2 separate regions of the Anser cygnoides genome follow, and region 1 is linked to region 2. Evidence: chromatin contacts called from public Hi-C data. All regions are on one chromosome and are shown on one strand. The core of a region is the stretch at or near the end of the contact, and the rest is flanking DNA. Distances in the headings are between cores, read along the strand shown.

Region 1 (6,743 bases), core at 485-2,984, 35 kb before region 2:
TGCTGCCGCCACGTAGCGCCGCGCCGCCGCCTCCCGCCCGCCGCCGCGGCCGGCCCCGCAGCCGCAGGCCCCGCTGGGAGCCGGAGCCGGATCCGAATCCGGATTCGAATCCGGATCCGGGTCCGTCCCTGCCGCCAGCAGCAGGGTCAGGGCCAGGAAGAGGGGCAGCGCCCCATAGCCGCAGGGCGCAGCCATGTTGGGCGGCGTCACGTGCTGCCGCGGTCACGTGGCGGCGGCGCCTTAAAGGGGCCGCGCCTGGCTCCCGGTGTTCTCCCCCTCCGCCTGGGGGCTGCCAGGGGCCGCCTCGGGGCGGGGGGCGCCCGGCTTCTCCTTGCTTCTTCCTGGGGTCACCGCAGTTCTTGGAGAGTTTGGCGCTCCGCCACGTAACTCTTTACGCTGTGGGGAGGTTTCTGCTCAGGTCTGCGCAGAACGGACCCGCTGGGTCCCCGCCACGCTGGAAGAAACTTTCACTCTGTGGGACACCAGATCCCTGCACGTAACTGCACAGATTAGGACATGGCAGCTAAAAGAAGTACGGGCAGAGCGAAGGGGACTCCTGTCTTGTTTTCTCTTACACTAGTACTGCAACTAGTAAGCAACACTACCCAACAGCGTGGGCTGTATGACATTGTAGCGTGTGCTGGCATCACAGCGCTGGGCACCTTCGCAGGCGTGCGTTCCCAGCAGCTATCAGCAGTCCCTTTTGCCCCGTGATGCACTTAGAAAATCAAAAAAAACAAGCGCTCACAAACTTGATAATAACCTGCCCGCATCAGAGCCATGAGGTGCCGGCTGTGCCGTTACGGAGCTCAGGAAAACCAGCTCGTTTCCAGCCCGCTGGGACAGGCTGCTGGTGTATCCTGCCTGCTCGTTCCCATTGCTTGCTTCCCTAGAATTCTTTTTTGCATCTTTTCTGTACTTTCATCAGGAAGGTTTATGTTCCTGTGTTGTTTTAGGAGACTAGACGAAACAATTAAAACGACAGGTTGCTTCTGAACAGCACCCAAGTTCCAGCTTGTGACCCTGAGGGCTCCTGAGGACTTCCTTTGGTGTCATTTATCGACTACGTCTGTGCTGCTAAGTCATTTCTTCACAGGCAGGAAATCTCTTCCACACGGAGTTTAATTATTCTCTTTCCTGGTACTGAGTGTGCTGTGCTTCAGAATTAAGACACTGATTTGACTGTTATTAAAATATTACAGAAATGGGAGACCTATCCATAATTGTCTTTCCTTCAAATCCAGCAAGTTCTTTGCACTACTCGATCAGTGGTTTTGGCTGGAGGGCCTTCACTGGCACAACCTCCGCGGCCAGTGGAGAGCCGACCCAGCAAAGGTAGTCCATGAGAGAAATTGTTGCTCTGATACTCCGTGTTCCAGAGAGGCTGCCAAAGAAGCAGAAGACAAACGACGGGACTGGGTTACGGACAGCGCTGGGCACCGCTGCCCTGCCCGGTTCCCGAGGAGGGACGGCCCGCAGCAGGGCCGGGGGGGCGGTGAACGGCGAGCAGGCGGCGCCCGCAGCCACCCCGGCGGGCCCGGGCAGGACCGCGGGCCGCCCTCGCTCCCGGCCCAGCCCTCAGAGGCGCAGCGGCCCCGCCGCCCGCCCCCCGCCCGCGGGGCACGCCGGGCGCTGTAGTCCCGCGGGCTCCCCGCTCTCCGCCCGCTGCCGGCGTCGGCCGGAGGCCGGGACTACGCTTCCCAGCAGCCCCCCGGGCCGCTATATAGCGCCGGGCGGCGCGCCCCGGCGCGCAGTAACCATGCGGACGGGCCGCTGAGCGGCGGCAGCGGGGCGCAGCCTCCGTCCCAACGGCACCGGGCAGCGCCGCCGGCATGGGGCTGCCGCGCCGCCGCTAGCCCGCCCCAGCCGGAGCCAGGTAGGGCCGGGGGGGGCTCGGCGAGAGCCGGAGGGGCGGCCCTGGGGGGGGCTCCCGGGGCTGAGCGGGGGGCGGCGGGGGGGGGGAGCGCGGCCGCTCGGGGCTCGGGGGTCCCCCGGCGGGCGGCCCCTGCTCCACCCGCACCCCCGGAGCCGCCCCGGGACCCCAGCTCCGCCCGGGGATCTCCGCGGCCCGGCCGTGTGGGAGGCCCCCTGCACGGCACCCCCTTGCAGGGGGGCGCGGGGCGAAGCCGCCATCCATCCCCCCCGCTCCCTCCGGCCGCTCCGCTGCCGGGCGCTGGGTTGCCCCGTTCTGGGCTTCCTTTGGAAGCCCCCTCCGTCAGCCCGCCCCCTCGGGCAGCGGGCACCCCCGGCTCCCGCTGCTGGGCCGTGGGGGTGGTGGCGGCACGGGGCTGGGGGCTGCACGCAGGCACCCCCCCGGTAGCCGCGGGGCCACAAGGAGCCCCACGGCCCGGCACGGCAGGTGGCACCGAGCCGTGTTGGGCTGCACACGTGCGAGGCGGCAGCCGTGCAGCCAGCGGCCGGTGCGTGCGGACGGCAAAGGAGCCAGCGTGGGGTCTGACAGCAGCCCCAGGGGGTTCAAAGCAGTGCTGTTATGGGGTGCTGTCGGTAAACTCCTCGCTGAATTCGTTACTTTTAACGTGTTCCCCAGGACGTCTTCTGTTCGCCAGTAATGATTTTTTCCTGCTAAAATAGCTCGTTTCACCCCCAGTGACAGCGTTTGCTTAGACGAGTTCCGCTGCCCTCCACCTGCTTGCTTTGCAGAGGTCGTGAAGGCTGCAAGTAGGGAGCAATCCGGCTTCCTCCTGCAGAGGTTCATAAATTAGGAAGTAAACAAACAGCAAGAGTGACTTCGGTTCGCCTCTGCAACCGTGGGGTGGAGCCTAGCTGTGGGAAATAGCGTATTTTTCAAAGAATTGCTGGTCACGAGCAGCAGGGCTGGAGCGTGGGGAAGGCCCTGGTGGAGAGCGGTGAAGAGGGAGAGGGCTTGGCGGTGCCCTGCTCGGCGGCACTTGTCGGAGCCCTCAGAGCCCTGAGGGACTGACAGGCGGGATGCAGCGGGGTGTCAGCGACAGTTGTGGTTCCTGTTAGAAATGAGAGGTTAATGGGGCCTCATGGCGCTGTCCATCCTCTTGCATCACCCCGACAAATCGGTGTGTGGGTTACACCAGAACCCTGAAGAATTAAGTGCAAGTGACGAAAGGGAACCTGAGGTCCTGGCTCCCCGCAAGTGCCATCGCAGTCTAGAGCGAGCCTTGCAGACGGTGTGTGACACCAGGTCTTGGGCTCAGCCTTGCTGTAGAGGTAGTGCTGGATCGATGTCAGGACATGGCAGTGTGGGGAGACGGCCAGTCGCCCGCCAGAGCGGCAGACTTTGGGTGAAACGTGCAAGTAAGATTGTGGCGTTTCCCGCGTCGTACGTGCGTGTGAGAGGAGCAGTAACGGTCTGGTTTCTGCCTCGATACCAGCCGGTGGGGTCCTGAGGCCTGTTCTGGAAGCAGGAGCTCCTTCCAGTGCTGGTGCCTGCTGGTGCCTGGCTGAGATGGGCGATAACGAAGCCAAACTTTTTTCAGCAGGCTCCGAGCAGGACGCAGGTCTGTGGGGCCCTTGCCTCGTGCTGTCCCCGGGACGGAGCAGTGGTGAGCCGGTGCGGCCCCCCCGGGCGGCTTTGTTGGTGTCAGCGCGGGGCCTGCTCCTCGGGGCCGTGCGACGCGACAAGTTACGGAGCATGCCGGGAGCCTGCGGCGGCGTCACGCCATAAACATGAGAGTTGTAGTTGTAGGATTGTGCTGGAAGACGGGAGGAATCTCGGAATCCCGTGGGAGGTGGGATGAGGGTAGTGGCTCGGTAGTAGCTGGTAGACTGGCTGCTCGCTCGCCCGTGGGTGAGTGTGAGGGAAGGCAGCTTCACCAAAGCAGCTTACAGGGACCAGAGGGGCTTAGAGCTGGAAGACGGCGTGCTGGTAGAAAGTTATGTAAATGTAACATTTCTGTCACGATGTGGCTGTGGTATTAATCTGGTTTCATAAAAAGCTTCCTTATGGAATGCTCCAAATTCGTTTCTTCTGCTGCTGAGGTGGCACCTTCGCTGTTAGCTACTGCTTCAGGAGCCTGGAGCCGTTTTTCTGCTTGCTGTTGTGTAGTAGCACCGAAGAGGAGTTAAAAACCTTCGAGCAGTAGCCATGTAGCCCCCTGCACTGCAGCCTGAGCACCCAGTGCTGACTGACCTGTAAAGCAGAAGGCTTGAAAAGCCAGCAGACATCTGCGAGCTGCAAGGCAGATCCTGTCCACGTCCACGGTTACTCAGAATGATTCCTGTGTTCTTCGTCGGGCATCTCCCAGTGGCTGCTGCGGGAGGCAGGGTGCCAAGCAGCTCGAGCTTTGATCCGGCCCGATATTCCTTTCTGACTTCTGTTCCCAGCAGACGCCACAAAAGCACCACCGCCGTTGTTGCCTGGCTCTCCGTCTTGGCACGGAAGCGCTGTAGCTGGGGATGGAGACAGAGCTGGCTTCCAGGGGGCTGCAGCTCCGCGCTGGGCTGGCAGAGGCAGCCACGCGAAGTGTCTGCAGTTCTTGCGTACTCTGTACCTGTTGAGAAACTACTTTTCCAGGTCTTCAGCGCGGTTGGGTTCTGTAGGACCGTGTTCTTTTTTTTTGGGGGGGGGGGGGGGGGAACTTAAGATAAACTACAGGAACCATAATTCCGAAGTAGAGTGAGGATGCAAAATTCAGCTCTGGATTCTGAACTCAGAAAAGTTTCATTTTCATAGTTGTGGTTTTGGTTAAGCCTATCAAAACTTGCATCAGAACTCTTTTTTCCCCTTCCTACCAGTGTTTTATTGAGAGTAAGAACTACAGATCTGGGGAAGTTAACCCTCTAGGGAGACAAACGCATTAGAAATGTGCGTGGAAGCATGTGTTATTCTGCTGATTTACAGCTTGCAGTGATGTAACTCCATCCTCATCTGCCAGAATGCTAATGTGAGGAGCGCTGCGGCCAGCTTAGTGCTCCTACCTCCCCGATCGCTCTGCTGAGCAGATTATCAAAGGACGGTAAACAGCTCTGAGAAAACTGAGTGCCAGATGAAAAAAAGAATCGGGATTAGAATGTTAGATAACATTTCTGCTTTTGGAGTAATCTGACACTTTAGTTATAGGGAAGGAGGCCTGGATACTGAATCCAGATGTAACGATGTGTACATAAACAGTTCATTCTCTCCTCGTCCCCACCATGTGCAAGATGTCATAAGACAGTAATCTCGGTGCACATACATGTAAGAAATCTATCTCATCACAGTAAGCCAAAAAAAAAATGGCTACTGCCAAAAGATTGTGGCTTTTTTTTTTTAATTTCTGGGAATTGCTTAGTAGCAGTTGAGTATGAAAGTTTTACAAACATTTGTTTTGCACCATGGCAAACCCTCTTCACTTCTTCAGAAATTCAGAAATCTGCCAAGAAGTTCTGAAGAAAAGCTTTAATCGTAACTCTATGATGTCAAGATGTGTCCTATCTGAATCCCTCCCTGGGACATGTGGGCACAAAGGCAGATGCCTGACTGTTTGCTAATGATGCTTGGTCTGAAGGATTAATTGAAAACTGATTTATCTTATGATTAAAGTAACTCATCAGTCCTTGGCCACTCTTCCATCTGTAAGGGTTAAGTAGATCCTCTTGCTAATGCTCCTCATGCGATAAGGTGGTACAATGGCCTGAGCCTTTCCTGCAGACGGACGACTTGTGCTTGCCTTCTAGAAAATTACTGCGGGGAGCTCAGCGTGTACAAGTCAGCCTGAGAAACGGAGCCTTCACCTGCGAAGGAGCCCAGCCAAAGGGTTTTTTAGATCAGGAGGGCGCAAAGTAGGTCTGCTGGCCACCAGTGGTTCTCCCCACGTGCTGGTCACGTGCTGGCGGTGGCTCCTCCTCGCGGGCTGCTCGTCACGGGCATTTAGGGTTTTCTCTGCAGCCCCGGATGCCTGCTGAGGTATCCGGGAGGGAAGAGCAGTGGGCTCACCCTTGGAAGGGCTGCTGCCACTGGGAGCCGCGGGAAGACTTGCAAGCCTTCAGCAGGAGAGACCTGCCGGCGGGAGAAGAGCATCGATATTCCTGCCTGTGGGGACCCGAAGCTGCCAGCAGCCATCCTGCAGGGCCCAGCCGTGGAGGAGGACTCCGGTGCCGCCATGGAGGCCAGGGAGCCCCCGCCCAGGTGCGGTATTGGCAAAGGAGGAAACGGGAAGCGTAGCACGTGGAAGGGCGAAAGTGTTGGGCAGGCAGGGTTACAGGGAGATGAACGGACACAGGCGGATGAAGGCTCGTGGGGCAGGCAGGCAGAAGGAAAATCCCTGGGTGCGTTTGGGGCGTATTGTATTTGCTAAAAAGTTCGCGCCTTGTGAGGAAAGGAGCGGGGCTGAGGAGTTAGCCCCTTCTGTGGCCAAGTCTTGTGGCTACATGGCCATGTGAAACGAAGAGGGGCTGTTCTGTACGCCCTTCTGCCCTGGCCAAACTAGGAGATACTATAAACCAAGCTTGCTCTCTTCCTCATGACACTGGCTGCCCTGGTTCTTTTGGCACGTTCCAAGTCTCTCCTTCTAATAGAAATATTCTGGAAAACGCTGTGCGCGCTTGTAGGGCCTCCTCCAGAGGCTGACGTCTAAGCTGCTTTCTCTCTTCAGGGTTAGAGGCAGTAAGTATGAACTTCAGTAAGTATCAACTTCAGTAAGCGCTGCCTACTTTTAATGGAATTAAAAAGATGCTGTCAGGTCATATTTGGTTTGAAACTTCAGGAATGATTTGCTTCCCTGACAGCACGTCTCTGATAGATGTTCTTTTTTCAGCTTTCGGCAGGTGCT
Region 2 (6,795 bases), core at 905-3,404:
TAATTTTCTCTAGACTTCTCAGAGAGATGCAGGTAGGGATGGGATGCATGTGGTCACGCCGCGATGCTGAGGCTGTCTCCTGCCGCTTCCCTGGGCAGTGCCGGTGCCTGGCGTATTGCTGTTGTGGTCCCTGGGCTACCCTTCAGTTCCACTGCAAGGATCAACTCAAGTTTGCAGAACACATTTTGATTTAAAGCACGTACTTCCAGTGTTAAGGAAGAGCTTTATCCAAGCCCTAGCGGTAGCTAGGTAAAGGTTTAACCTCTGCTTTTCCCCCTCCTGATCTCCAGTTCGTTGTGGTGCTGGGAAGGCCTCCCAGCTGCCAGTGCCAAAAGCCACGCTCGTGTGCAGATCTCATCTTTTTGCAGCTGGCAGAAGAGGGGACTGCGATGAATGGAGCTGTTGATTCACGCAGACTGTGAGAAGGCGCCAATTAATAGGCTTTGAAATTCAATGGCAGATAAATATTGTGTTCTTGATGAGAAAGCGGCTTAGGAAGCAGGCAGCATTCAGGGTTGAGCATGCAGGTGGATGCTCCTTGCTTGCTTTTGGTAGAGCGCCGCTGTGACTGCTGCAAATTTGGAAAGCCAAACACTGCAAAAGTGGAGTGCCCAAGGGCACGGGGCGGAGGAGCCCCCCTCTTTGGCTCTGACTTGTGACAGAGGGATGGAAAGACCTGAGGTCCGGTGCTTGCATGTGCTTATAAAACTATCAGCATAATGGTGGTTTTGGTGTTTCCCATCTCAAAGATTTCAGGGAAAAAAGTAGGTGTTGTCATGTAGCATTACGGCATCTAAAACCAAACTTGTAGGTCTGCTTCGTTGCACAAGGAGTTAAAGAAATGCAGCTAATGCTTCCCTTTAAGGGTATTTTTAACTCATTGATTTACTGTACGAAATGTCAGCGTTCCTGCTGCAAGCAGTTACAGTCTGTTGTCCAGGGACATTGTACCTCTGGTGGTAAAGTGAAAAGTCCTGGAAGCTGCCGTATCCATTGAAAGATAATGTTAACAGAGGGTGTTTATTTCTGCAAAAGGTTTACGTTTGGAGCCTGGATGAAACATCCCTTAAAGACAGATGACAGCGTGTTCTAAGTCTCTTTTCTGGAAGATAATGAAGTAGTAGGGCATGCTAAAATAAATTGAAAGCTGTGCTTTAAAAAGGGGGGGAAACAGCTCAGTCTCTTTTGAAGTTGAACAAACGAGCAATATTCTCTTCAGCTTTACAGCTCTGCTCGTCTTCCTGCAGTAGCACATGGGCAGCTCTGTACAGCGGGGTGAATGCAGTGTTTCAGTCCAGAGGCTGGGCACCTACACGGTGTAGGATTTGCTTTTCTTTTGCATGCTCATTGCCCCAAAGTGCCAAGCACGCCAGGCGATGGTAAGTGCCCCGATGCCATCTCTATCCAGGCATAATCTATGGTGATCCTGTCGCTTATTTAGCGTGATGGCGTTGCAATTAAAAAAAAAAATAAAAAAAAGTCCAGTAAGAATGTGATGTAGATCCCGCAGGCTGGGATAAATGCCTTCAGAGCTCTGCTGGCAGGCTCTGCTTCCGCTCCTGGTTTCTGAACATTTGTTCTTCCCATTTGCAATCCGGTCTGGTGAAGCTGGCTGGTCGGCCTTTCTGCGATCCAGCTGTCCGACCTCCCCGTGCAGCACGGGGCTGCTCTGGCGCCGAGCTCCCGCCTGCCTTTTTTGGTGAAGCAGTGCTGCGGGGCTGTTCCTGGAAGGGGCTGCTTTACGCCCGCGGGGGCTGTTTTCCGCTTTCATTTTTGATCCGTAAAGCTCTAGGTTGCGTTTCAGCAGCCGTGCTGGCAGAGCTCGGCTCTCCTGCTCTAACTGGGATATTTTGCGTTTTAGAAGTGCTTGAAATGTTTTATCCTCGGCCGTGACACGCCGGTGTGCTGCTGCAGGCAGCTGGGGCAGATGCAATATACGGCAGCACTTGCGTTTGCTGTGTATACCTTGTCAGCATAATCTGCTTTTGAAAGTGACAGCCGGAGTGCGATCTTTAGTGCGAAGACTACGTTATGGAGGACTCGGCCAAATTTTAATTAGCTGCATGATTTGTTGGCGTGTTCTGTGCTCTGTTCCTGAGAAGAGGAGTGGCGTGCAGCGAGGGAGCGAGCTGGGACGGATTGAGGAGCATCCTCTGATAGGCTTCAGCGAGAGCACCTCTGGTCCCCTGCCAGCAGGGTGGCGGCTGTTTAAAGTAGAGAGAGGGAGAGGGCCTCAGCGAGCGAGGTGAAAGGCTCAAGCCAAGCACGGGAAAGGAAAGGGAGGAATAAAGCCTTTAGATTGGGAAAATGGATGGGGATGCTGGAGTTTTACTCCATGCGCAGGAGAGCGCAGCGCAGTTCAGCAGCATGACGCTGCTCTAGTCAACTCCAGGGTGCTGTTTCCTGTAATTAAGGCAGGTCTGGCTTCTTGTTGTTGTTGCATCTTCCTTTGCCTTGCTAAGCTCTTGAAATCGTGCTGCTCAAGTCCACCTATAAGCAGTTTACTGGGAGTTTGGACGTCTGTGTGGCAGCACATGCCTTGTGATGCTGTGCCCTACTCTAGCTCCAGGTGAACGCTGCCGTGCTGCTGGTAATTGCATCTGCACAGCCAGCTGTCTCCTGCAAGCTTCGCAGAGAAGAAAACCTGGGAATTTACTCAATTTACACTCAGAATTACCTTGAAAAACAAAGAAATGGTTTGAAAAATGTCCCTGCAGTTCAGTGGGGGCATGTGTCAAAGGCTGCACTTAGCTGACTGAATCCGGGGAGGAGGAGAACAGGCAGACACAGCGGTTCCCTGGGAGCGGGGCTGGGGATTATAGGAATCACGGCTTGAACGGGAGGAGTCAGTGCCGTGCTGTTACAAAAAGTGCAATTGCTGCCTTGGAATATATGAAAAGAAACATTGCCAAAAGACATAGTAAGTAATTATTTTTTCCAATTTTACTTCCTGGCGGAGCCTCAAGTGGAGTATCTTGCTCAGTGGTGCACCTCGTACTGAAAGATGGGAGCCAACGAGAGAAAATCCAGAGGGTGGAATGCTCCCGAACAGTTCTCATCTCCTGCGTCCTGATAGCTGCGGGGCCGCAGCACAGGAGCCGGCAAACACTGCAGAGAGCGGGGCTGTGCTGTTCTGCACACCTGCAAAGGGAAGGCAGAGATGGGGCTCAAACAATAAAAACGAACGGTTTAGGTACAGAAATAGCAGAGCACTGGAACCACAACTTTGGGAGCTGTCAGGAATGGAGCAGGCACGGTTCATGCTGCCTGTCAGAGGGAGGGATGGGCTGGGTCAGCTCTCTGAGGGTCTTCCAGAGCAGTGGACCTGCGGTGTCGGCACTCGTGCAGAAGGCAGCGGGGCCAACCATCGGGAAGGTAGCAGGCAGTGGAGGAAAGGAACAAACGTACACTTCAGGCAAAGTCTCCCAAGCAGTTTGTTAGCATAAGAAGAATTAAAGCACTGATTTCAGTTTTATTTCTTCAGTTCTTCTAACCTAGACTCCAGTAATACTATCAAATAATCATTTAATGCCCCTCAAACTTCTTTTTTTTGGCAATGCGAGTTTTCTTCTAAGCCAAATGCATTTAAAAGCTGGAAATCGAGTTACTTCGTTGAACAGCTGCACATTTTGCCTTTTGTTTCCCGTGCTGCTGCGTGGCTGGTCCCTTACAGCGCGCACGCAAACTGCTCTTAACCAGAAGCAGCCCTTTCTCCGCCGGTCAGGCACGCCAGCGGCGTCTCACAGCAGAGCCATATTCTTTCCATACCGCTCGGGCCGATGCTCTCAGATGGTGCCTGTAACTCGATCTGCGCCTTGTTCTTCCTGCGCAGAGCCGTCCAAGCCCTTCCCCGCCTCCTGCCCCCGCTTCCTGACCCATTTCGAGCAGGAACTTTATTCCGGAAAAGCAGGAGCAAGTGAAGAAGCAAACGTGAAAATGAAATCCAAGGGGCGAGCGGTTGAAAGAAGATGAAATACAGCCAGCAGATCATGCTTTGATTTGCTGCTGCCATAAAATGCTACAGATGGATGCTGGAAAGACCCGAAGGTTTTGAGGAAGGCTGTCCCAAGGCTCATGTGCTGAGATTTGTGTTTTAGTACCTCGCAGCGGGATTTTTCGTGTAAACTATAAAAAGGCAGATAGCGGATGGCTTCCTGAGTGAAGAGCGCAGCTCTCCAGCTTGTGACAAAGCCTAGAGCCAAGACAGTTCACTTAAAAATGTTTCTGCAATTCTTACGTATGTTAGCTTGCTGAGTTCTCTTCGAATAAAGTATGACACACCGCTCCTTGCAGCGTGTAAAACTTAATTTTTGGTGCTTGTGGGAGAGGGGAGGGGTTGGCCTCTGGACTTGCCTCTTGGCAAGGCTCACCCCTGGTGCAGGATTTCTGTCGTGCTGGACCGGAGACAGAGATGAGCTAAGACAGTAAAAACGCTCACTGGAACCAGTAGCTTTCCTTGAGAGCCTGGATCCGTTCAGATTAATGGCTGCAGTTGCGAGCTCTTCTCTGGGCCGTTTGTGGGGGCTTCTGCCTTGTCTTTTCCCCTCTCCTCAGCACGTAGAGTTTTTTCTGGCTTGTATTTCTCACTCGCCAGGAGCCACCCTGGTGTTTTGACTTTTTAAAGGTCCTTGAGATTATTCTTAGCTTAATTCAAGTAGCTTCTCCTGCTCTGAATTACCCTCTGTGCCTGCAGATACGAGTGGCTCCTTGATGCTCTCCAGGATACCCGGCGGGGCCGCTGGGGCTGTGTCATTGTCGTGTCCCTGGTCACCCGCCCAGGGGGACAGGTCCATCGTGGTGCCGCCCTCAGCTGCGAGGAGCCTGTCAGTTCGCTTGGAGTCAAATGGGATAAGTTGCAATTAAAAAAAGGGAGTTGTTGTAGTTAAGCGCAGCTGGCTTTTTGTCCCCTCTCCTTGCGCTGCTGCCCCTCGTGGCTTTGCATTTGCACAGAGCCTTCGCTCAGCCTTGCTCATACCAGAGACTGGGAAACGTATCTGGTCTTTCCTGCAAATGTTTCCTTTTGGAGCTGCCTGTATATCCAGTGTCTAAATATTTCTCTCTTTTCGAGTAGCAGCTTTCTTTCTGAAGGAGACCAAAGAGGTTACATGCAGAAATAAAACAAACATTGGTGTATCCTGAACTCTTCGGTACCTAAAATGTTTACCTGAAGGTGTTTCTCTCTTGTTAGTCTTTTGGTAGTTTTTTGGGCGCTTGGTCACCCTTGTGGTCTCTGAGGGCTTCTGGAGGGTTTTTGCCTCTAACACGGGGAGCTGCCTCTGCTTTTGCTCTCCGTGCACCCGGAGGAAGAGCAGTGTGCGCAGAGCACCGCCAGGTTACCTTTCCCTGCCGGTGGGGAGCTGGCCTTGCTTTTCCTGGTCAGAAGAAAGTTACCTTACTCGTTTTTTGCTGAAAAACAGCCTTATCCCGCAGTAAATTTGGCCACGCTGTGCATGTAAGCATGCAGTTTATTGCTCTCAAGTTACTTAGTGTTGTGCGGAGTCATGTCCTGCTTTGCGTTTAAACACCATTGCTTTCTAATGAATACTGTATTAATGAATGCTGCTGATTTAATAGGCATTGATATTCAGGGGCCATCTTCCAGGTGTATCTTCTTTCTCTGAAATCACCGGTCTAGTCCCCTTCCTTTGTCTGGTTTTGTGTATGAGCTCTCGGTTAATAATTACTTTATTTCCTATGTTGTTACAGCTTGAAAAAATGAAGTAGCGATTTCCATCGGCAGAGCCGTGCACAAATGAGTACAATGGCGACAGGGTGGTTGTCCTAACGTCTCACAGATGTGAATGGAGGGTGGTTATTTTAATGTAAAAATATACTTAGATCATAGATCATGCAGCCTTTCCGTTTAAATGTTGGTTGCAAGGGTGATTTTTCTTTTGTGCTTTAAAAAGAAAAACATTCAAAGTTCTTGTAACAGGCAGGATGCAACGCTATACAGAAGGGAGGCAACAGATTTCACAGCAGCAGAAACCTCGAACGTATTTTGTCGTGTAACTGGTGCGGGGTTCCAGAGACAGTGACATACGTGGTCACCAAGAGGTCTTTGGGCTGGGCGTACAAATGTCCTTCTGACCTGCTTTTGAATTTTCCCCAGGTATGTGACAGAACTGTTGGCAACATGGGAGGAGATTTCAGTGGTCTTTTATTTGGCAAATTGTTTTTTTTTTGCCTTTTTTGCTGGAGCTGCTGTTGGAGTGGGCTCTGCTGGGACAGAAGGTCAAGCATTCAGTGCGCCTTGGCAATGAGCTGCTGTACTCCTAGCAAAGCTTGTGCGCTGCAAATTGAAAATGAAAAGATGTCTTCCCATCACAAAGACAGTAATTTCAGTAGATCAGGTTCTTTTTTCTCCCTCTTTATGGAAGTGCAGGAATGATTAATAATCAACACATTTCTGTAGCTGCTTTTGTTCTATATTCTTTGAACCTCTTAGGCTGTCATCTATTCATTTTAAACATCAGAAAAAGCAAGTACAGAAATAGACAATGTAGTAGTGCAGGGCCTTCTGGGAAGGCGAAACTTGCCTGTGACTGAATATATGGATATTTTATTATTCTGTGTACCTCCTGCATGAAAGTATTTCACTTAAACACAAAAGAGTCTTGAAATAATCTCTGCGTCCATGTGGAGTGTTACCATCTTTGTGAGGGCATTGAGGCCGTGAAACTTTCGTAAATACGATGTGGAGAACTTGTCTTGAGAATATTTCCATCGTTGCCAGCTGCATTAACTCTTCGTCTTTCTTGTTATTCTTATATTTATAAGCGTACTGATTTTTAT

Evidence for each region. A called contact is a pair of places that touch in the nucleus more often than the background predicts.
Region 1: a Hi-C map of granulosa cells shows a contact between it and region 2, with 1.7 times the contacts expected there. The contact joins the promoter of ITPR1 here to the enhancer-like site in region 2. A contact is called at or near these places in 3 of 7 Hi-C or Micro-C datasets (fetal liver, granulosa cells and liver).

The regions. Positions count from the first base shown.
Region 1 is chr10:4,171,574-4,178,316 of Taihu_goose_T2T_genome, reverse strand. It overlaps ITPR1 (inositol 1,4,5-trisphosphate receptor type 1), which reads left to right and starts at 1,734. Exons shown (of 60, transcript XM_067003328.1): 1 at 1,734-1,876. It overlaps SUMF1 (sulfatase modifying factor 1), which reads right to left and starts at 786. Exons shown (of 9, transcript XM_067003014.1): 1 at 764-786.
Region 2 is chr10:4,136,925-4,143,719 of Taihu_goose_T2T_genome, reverse strand. All of the region lies in intron 3 of ITPR1 (inositol 1,4,5-trisphosphate receptor type 1), which reads left to right. Among named protein-coding and RNA genes, the nearest start is that of ITPR1, 36 kb to the left of the region's middle. Within about 2 kb of position 2,154, at least 1 of the 3 cell types and tissues checked has open chromatin away from gene starts, as enhancers often do.